2 separate regions of the Gossypium hirsutum genome follow, and region 2 is linked to region 1. Evidence: chromatin contacts called from public Hi-C data. All regions are on one chromosome and are shown on one strand. The core of a region is the stretch at or near the end of the contact, and the rest is flanking DNA. Distances in the headings are between cores, read along the strand shown. Region 1 holds the start of LOC107889379 (rho GTPase-activating protein 68F). Region 2 holds the start of LOC107889430 (H/ACA ribonucleoprotein complex subunit 4).

Region 1 (2,700 bases), core at 127-2,626:
AATGTAATCAACGTAAAATTTTCTTTATTTCCACGCAATCGGCATCTTTAACCTTTTAATTTTATTCGAAGCCTGACACTAAGGTAGACACAAGAGGACTCTTAGGGGGAGAGCGGATGTTTCGACGAAAGTAAAGGTCAAACTCGGGTCGGCGCGGCAATGGTTGTAGTTATTAATGGGTTGTTTAATAACGACAACCGCTATCAACTCGAAAAGAGCATCACCTTTACTCCACCGAAACAACCGGTTCTTGCCCGATAGTCTTTCTGAGTCCAACTGTACTGGCCTTCGAATAATAAAGAAGATTAAAGGTATCAACTATATGGAAATAGAAAAAAAGAATTACACTAATTATAGAGGAAAAGCATTATTCCCTCTATTTTTTTTCTCTTCTTTTTCATTCAATTTGCTTTATTCCTCATTTAAGTTGATGTTTTGATTTTTTCAGATCAAATCAGGTTTGATTTTAGTTTCTTGGATTGTAAGATTCTTTACTTAAGACCTAGTGCCCCCATCAATCGATCCATACTTCTTGACTAGTTTCCATTTCTTTTCATTTTTTTCCGTTGTTTTCTAATTTGTTTTATTGGTTTCATTCTAAATCCGTTCGAAATTTGGCTTCAAGAAAGCATTTCCCAACCAGCTCTAGAGTTTTTCTTTCCAGCCAAACCATGATTGCTTGAGTTTTCATTGTTTTTATAAATTATAAAAATATATGTATCTAAAATATTAAAAATATTGCAAAAATGGAAAATCTAAAATTCAGGTGAGAAAAAAAAACTACTTCTTTTTTCTAAATAAATTGCGAACAATTATATGTAGATAAATTTTACAATAAATTTTATATTTAGAGATGAGTGCAAATTATTATACAATTCTTTAAATTGACAAAAATACAAAAGATGGTTATTTGAATGCTTTAAGGAACATTTTTTCATTTTTTTTATTTATTAATTATTTGTTAGGTGCCATAAGAAGGGTTCCTCTGTTGAGGAGGGTTATGATTTTGTAGGTTTATTAAATTCATAAATTTACATATAAGTTTAACACGATTTAATTATATATGTTTGAATATAATTATAGTTATATTTTAATTCTATATGATTGAGGATCAAATTGATAAAATTTATAAATGTAGATAATTAAATTTATTAAATTATTTAGAATTAGAATTAAATTTATAAAATATTTTAAATATTGATGATCATATATATTATTGTACTAATTAAAAAAAGTCACATTATTATTTTTGTTAATTATTTACTGGAAAATGACCAATATAAAAATAATTGTGACCAAAATAGAAATAATAAAAAAATTGAAAATTAAATAGAAAATTCTAATAAGTGATGAGGTAAGAGTGAGAAAGTTAAAATGCTAAACGCACCTAGTGAAGGGCTAATTGACTATTTTATAGGTTACCGGCAAAAAGAAGAAAAAAAAACCCGCAAGATAACAAAAGAGAGAGGGTTTCCTTGGAAATTAAAAGCAGCAAGTGGAGTAGCCAAGCCAGAATCCCTGTAATTAGTTTCGTTTCGAAAGTAAGGAAGGACTATTTCTCATATTTCTTCCAAATTCTGTTTGTTTGGACCTAAGCTTTTCGCTCTTTCTGTTTTTTCTTTTAGTACCTAAATTTGTGGCCACTTTTTTTCACTCCTTATCTCCCAGTTATTGCATAGATTTTTGTTTCTTTTCCTTTTTCTTTTTTTTAATCTCGCAAATCTGTTACTTTTATTCCACTTGTTGATTTGTTTTTGTTCTTTGAGATGAGATCTCAGCTTTATCTTCTTACTGTCCAGTACAATCTAGTTATTCATGGTTCTTGTCAATTTCATTTTGATTTCATTGGGAATTAAAAATTGTAAATTTCTTTTTGAAGGAAATGTTAATTAGATTTGGCATGTTAATATGTTTGTTCCAGATAAGTGATACGCGTTTGTTTGTTGAAGTGAGGGACGTTGATAAGGAAAAACAGAAAAGAAATTAGAGGAAATGGGAAGTTCGTCAAATGATGATTTCTCGGTGGTGGTGCTTGCTTCAGATTTGGGCATAGACGCCCGTCCTTTCTTATCGAACCAAGACACTGAAATTGAAGACCAAGACAACTGGCATGACTGTTCGCAGGATTTTTCCGATGAAGATTTCTCCGACCTCGAGTTCCTCCAGTTCGTCTGCCTTCAGGGCTCTGATAAATCGGGTAATCGCATTTTACGCATTGTCGGAAAGTACTTTCCCGGTAAATTCACAAACCCATTTTAATATATGTTGTTTTTCTTCTTTAATTTTTGTAGTTTTTATTTCCTTTAAAAATTTAATTGTAAAGCCTGTAATACTGAGAACATGTCGAGGTTTTGAACTTGTCTGAATGAATTAGGTAAATGCATTAGATTCTTGTAACTGAAAAGTGCAACTCATCCTCTTAGAAGAGAGTTACTTTATCCTCAGAATCATCAAGAACTCACTCATGGGATGAGATTTCATGCTTTTTATTTTGGATTGTTGATATCGACAGACAAATTCTTCTGCTTGTTTCTTTTGCTCAAAGGCTTGATTTCCACAAGCCAAAACTGTCCAATCATCCAACCCCCTATGACGTTCCACATAGATAAAAAAAAAATCAGTTGTGAAATAGAGTTATTGTTGTGGTCAAGAAAATCTTGTTTAGAGTTCCATTTATAAAATCTAATGGGGATATTGCGA
Region 2 (2,843 bases), core at 98-2,597, 360 kb after region 1:
GACATTTCTCAACCACTCTTTAGGAGTGCTGTCATTTGGCTTTCCATGCTTATCCAATTTGCCCTCTGCAATCAATTTCTTCTTCATGGATGCAGTTGGCCCCAAGCCCCACTTCCTCGGATAAGTATCCCTGTCCATAACTACCCTCTTAATCTTTGCCACCACACCGTGATCACAAGTAGCCATAACCGCAGTGGTCATTTCAGCAATTCCCAGAGCAATTGCCTCTCCTTTCGTCGTCATTAACACAACTTCCTCCCCAACTTCAATGTCATTCTCAAACCTCAGTAATCCAGGAATCATCAACTTCGCCCCGTAACAAATAGCATTAACAGCAGAGTCCTTCACAACCAGCCTCTTATAACTAGTCAAAAGGACTTCAAGAGGCATAATCACCCTCCTCAAATAAGTCTCATCTCTATAATTATCATAAACCCATTGAGCATCCATAACATCATGCATGGTCACCATATTATCTTTCTCGCCTAAAATCCCAGACCTAACCCTCCTAAGTTCCTGCATATGCCCACCAACCCCAAGAATTAATCCCAAATGAACACACATAGTCCTAACATAAGTACCCGCCTCGCAAGAAATCCAGAAAACAACCAAATGCCTATCCACATCATACTCAAGAAGCTTACTTTCGTAAATAGTTCGAATCCTAAGCTGTCTTTTAACGGCCGAAATCAAGGGCGGCCTCTGAAAAACAGCTCCAGTCAAACTTTCAAGAGCCCTAGCAACCTTTGCCACGTCGGGCACTTTGGAATGCAAGCGAGCAACACAGACATACTCTTTGCCTGCACCCTGCTGGGATTTAACAAGCCGAGTGGCTCTATCGATACATACAATAAGATTCCCAGTGACTTTGGGGTCCAAAGTTCCACTATGGCCAGTCTTTTCGACCCGCAAAATACGCTTAATCCAAGCAACCACTTCATGAGAGGAAGGGTTAGAAGGTTTATCAAGGTTCAAAATACCGTACCTGATGTACTCAGCAAGGGGACGCTTGAGGGGAGAGAAACCGGAGGGAAGAGGAGTGTAGTGGCCAGTTCGAACGTTGAGGCGGTCGTAGTTTTTGAGAAGGATAGGCCACTGGGAAGTGTCGATGGAAGGAGTGGTGGTCTGGGGTTTGATCATGAAATCTTGGTCGGACTCTTTGGCTTCAGCATCAGCCGCGGGTTTTTTCTTGTGCTTTTTCTTTTCTGAGCGAGAGAGCTCAACCTCAGACATGGTTGCCTTAGTGTGTGTGCGTGTGTGTAAATGTATATTAGGGTTTTTGAGTGGGTTTTAGGGAGGGTGAAGGAGAGAGGAAGTGACGGTAAGGAAGGAGACAGGAAATGGAAAGAATTTATAGGGTGAGGGTTTTGGAGGTTTTAATTATGGGCTGGGCTGCTGCCATTTCTACTACTCCTACATTTCCTTTTTCTTTTTCTTTTTTATGAGAGTGGGGGATTTGCCTATTCTCTGTATTTAAAATAAATCTATAAACTACACTAGATTATAGGTGAGTGAAAAAAATATTTTATTTTTTAAATTTATTTAATAATGATTATTAGTGTATTGATAAAAAAATTGTTTAAACATGTGTTCAATGAATATGTTAATTTTAAATTTTTTTATTTAAATTTTATATAAAAATATGTAAAGATAAATTTGTCATCACAATAATAGAAATGATGTATTAGCTTTTTACTAACTCGATTGATACTTATTAACCCGTGACATTAACTCACCAATCAAAAGCTTTTACAACAAGTATAGTTATATAACAAGAAATAAAAATGTCAATTAAATCTTAGTTTGACTGGTATAGATATTATTTATTATCAATAGAGGAGGATATGAGTTTAAGTGTGTTGAAACGCATTATACTATTATTTACTGTTTGAAAAAAAAATTCAATGTTTTTATTTTATTTATATTTTTTATGTTTATAAATATAAAATTTAAAAAAATATTGTGAATATTTTTATTTGATTAATAAAATACTTCAATTTTGTTATCGGTGAAAGTGAGAAAGAGATGTAAGACAAGACAATGACTGTGAACTGGAGTTTGGGCATTGTTAACATGTTTGGTTTTTTACTATATTCTAAGTTAAGCTTTCATAAATGAATGAAAATTTTAAATAAGTTAAAATATAATATGTGTAGTGATATAGTTTTTTTTAATCATCTAATGTGGAAATTTTGTTTTATTCTTTTTAAATAATTTATTTTTAAAATTTTAAAATTATTATTTATCTAGTTACATTCTACTTTATTTTTGGGTTTATGAAAGTGTGATAGGTTGACTTTGTCTGATTGGACCACATTTGTTAGATTAGTTTTGTGCCCTTGTTTTCATTTTTCCACTACCGCTTTGTCATCCATGGAACTAATTTGAAAAATATTTATGATGTACAAAAATAAGATTCCATTATGTTTACTCCTAACAGAGTTAAAAAGTATACCACATTTTAATTTAAGATTAAATTGTGATTATTAAATTTAACAAAATTAAAACGAAAATGCTAGAATTAATTTTTTTTAATTTTATTTTAAAATGTTTTAAATCAAAATTTAGGAAGAAAAAACTGTAATTATTTAGTGATTTGGTTAATGAGTTTTTAATTATTACATAAATAAATTAATATCTTTATTATATTAAAGCTTTTTTTATGAAATTAGTTTAGTATTTTGCTTTTTTGAATATTGAATTTAAAAGATAAATTTTGTAAACATTAGAGGTTAAATTTGTTAATTTTTTTTATATTTAGGATAAAAAAGATAGAATATGTAAATATTAAAGGATTAAATTTTTTACTAGACCAATAAAAAAATTCATGTCGTCTTTTTGTT

Evidence for each region. Hi-C and Micro-C count contacts between places; a contact is called where the count stands out from the background.
Region 2: a Hi-C map of leaf shows a contact between it and region 1, with 2.8 times the contacts expected there. The contact joins the promoter of LOC107889430 here to the promoter of LOC107889379 in region 1. A contact is called at or near these places in 8 of 34 Hi-C or Micro-C datasets (leaf and petal).

What each region holds. Positions count from the first base shown.
Region 1 is chrA09:69,895,721-69,898,420 of Gossypium_hirsutum_v2.1, forward strand. It overlaps LOC107889379 (rho GTPase-activating protein 68F), which reads left to right and starts at 1,377. Exons shown (of 4, transcript XM_016813780.2): 1 at 1,377-1,541; 2 at 1,922-2,236. The coding sequence starts at 1,993.
Region 2 is chrA09:70,253,650-70,256,492 of Gossypium_hirsutum_v2.1, forward strand. It overlaps LOC107889430 (H/ACA ribonucleoprotein complex subunit 4), which reads right to left and starts at 1,348. Exons shown (of 1, transcript XM_041076572.1): 1 at 1-1,348. The coding sequence starts at 1,233.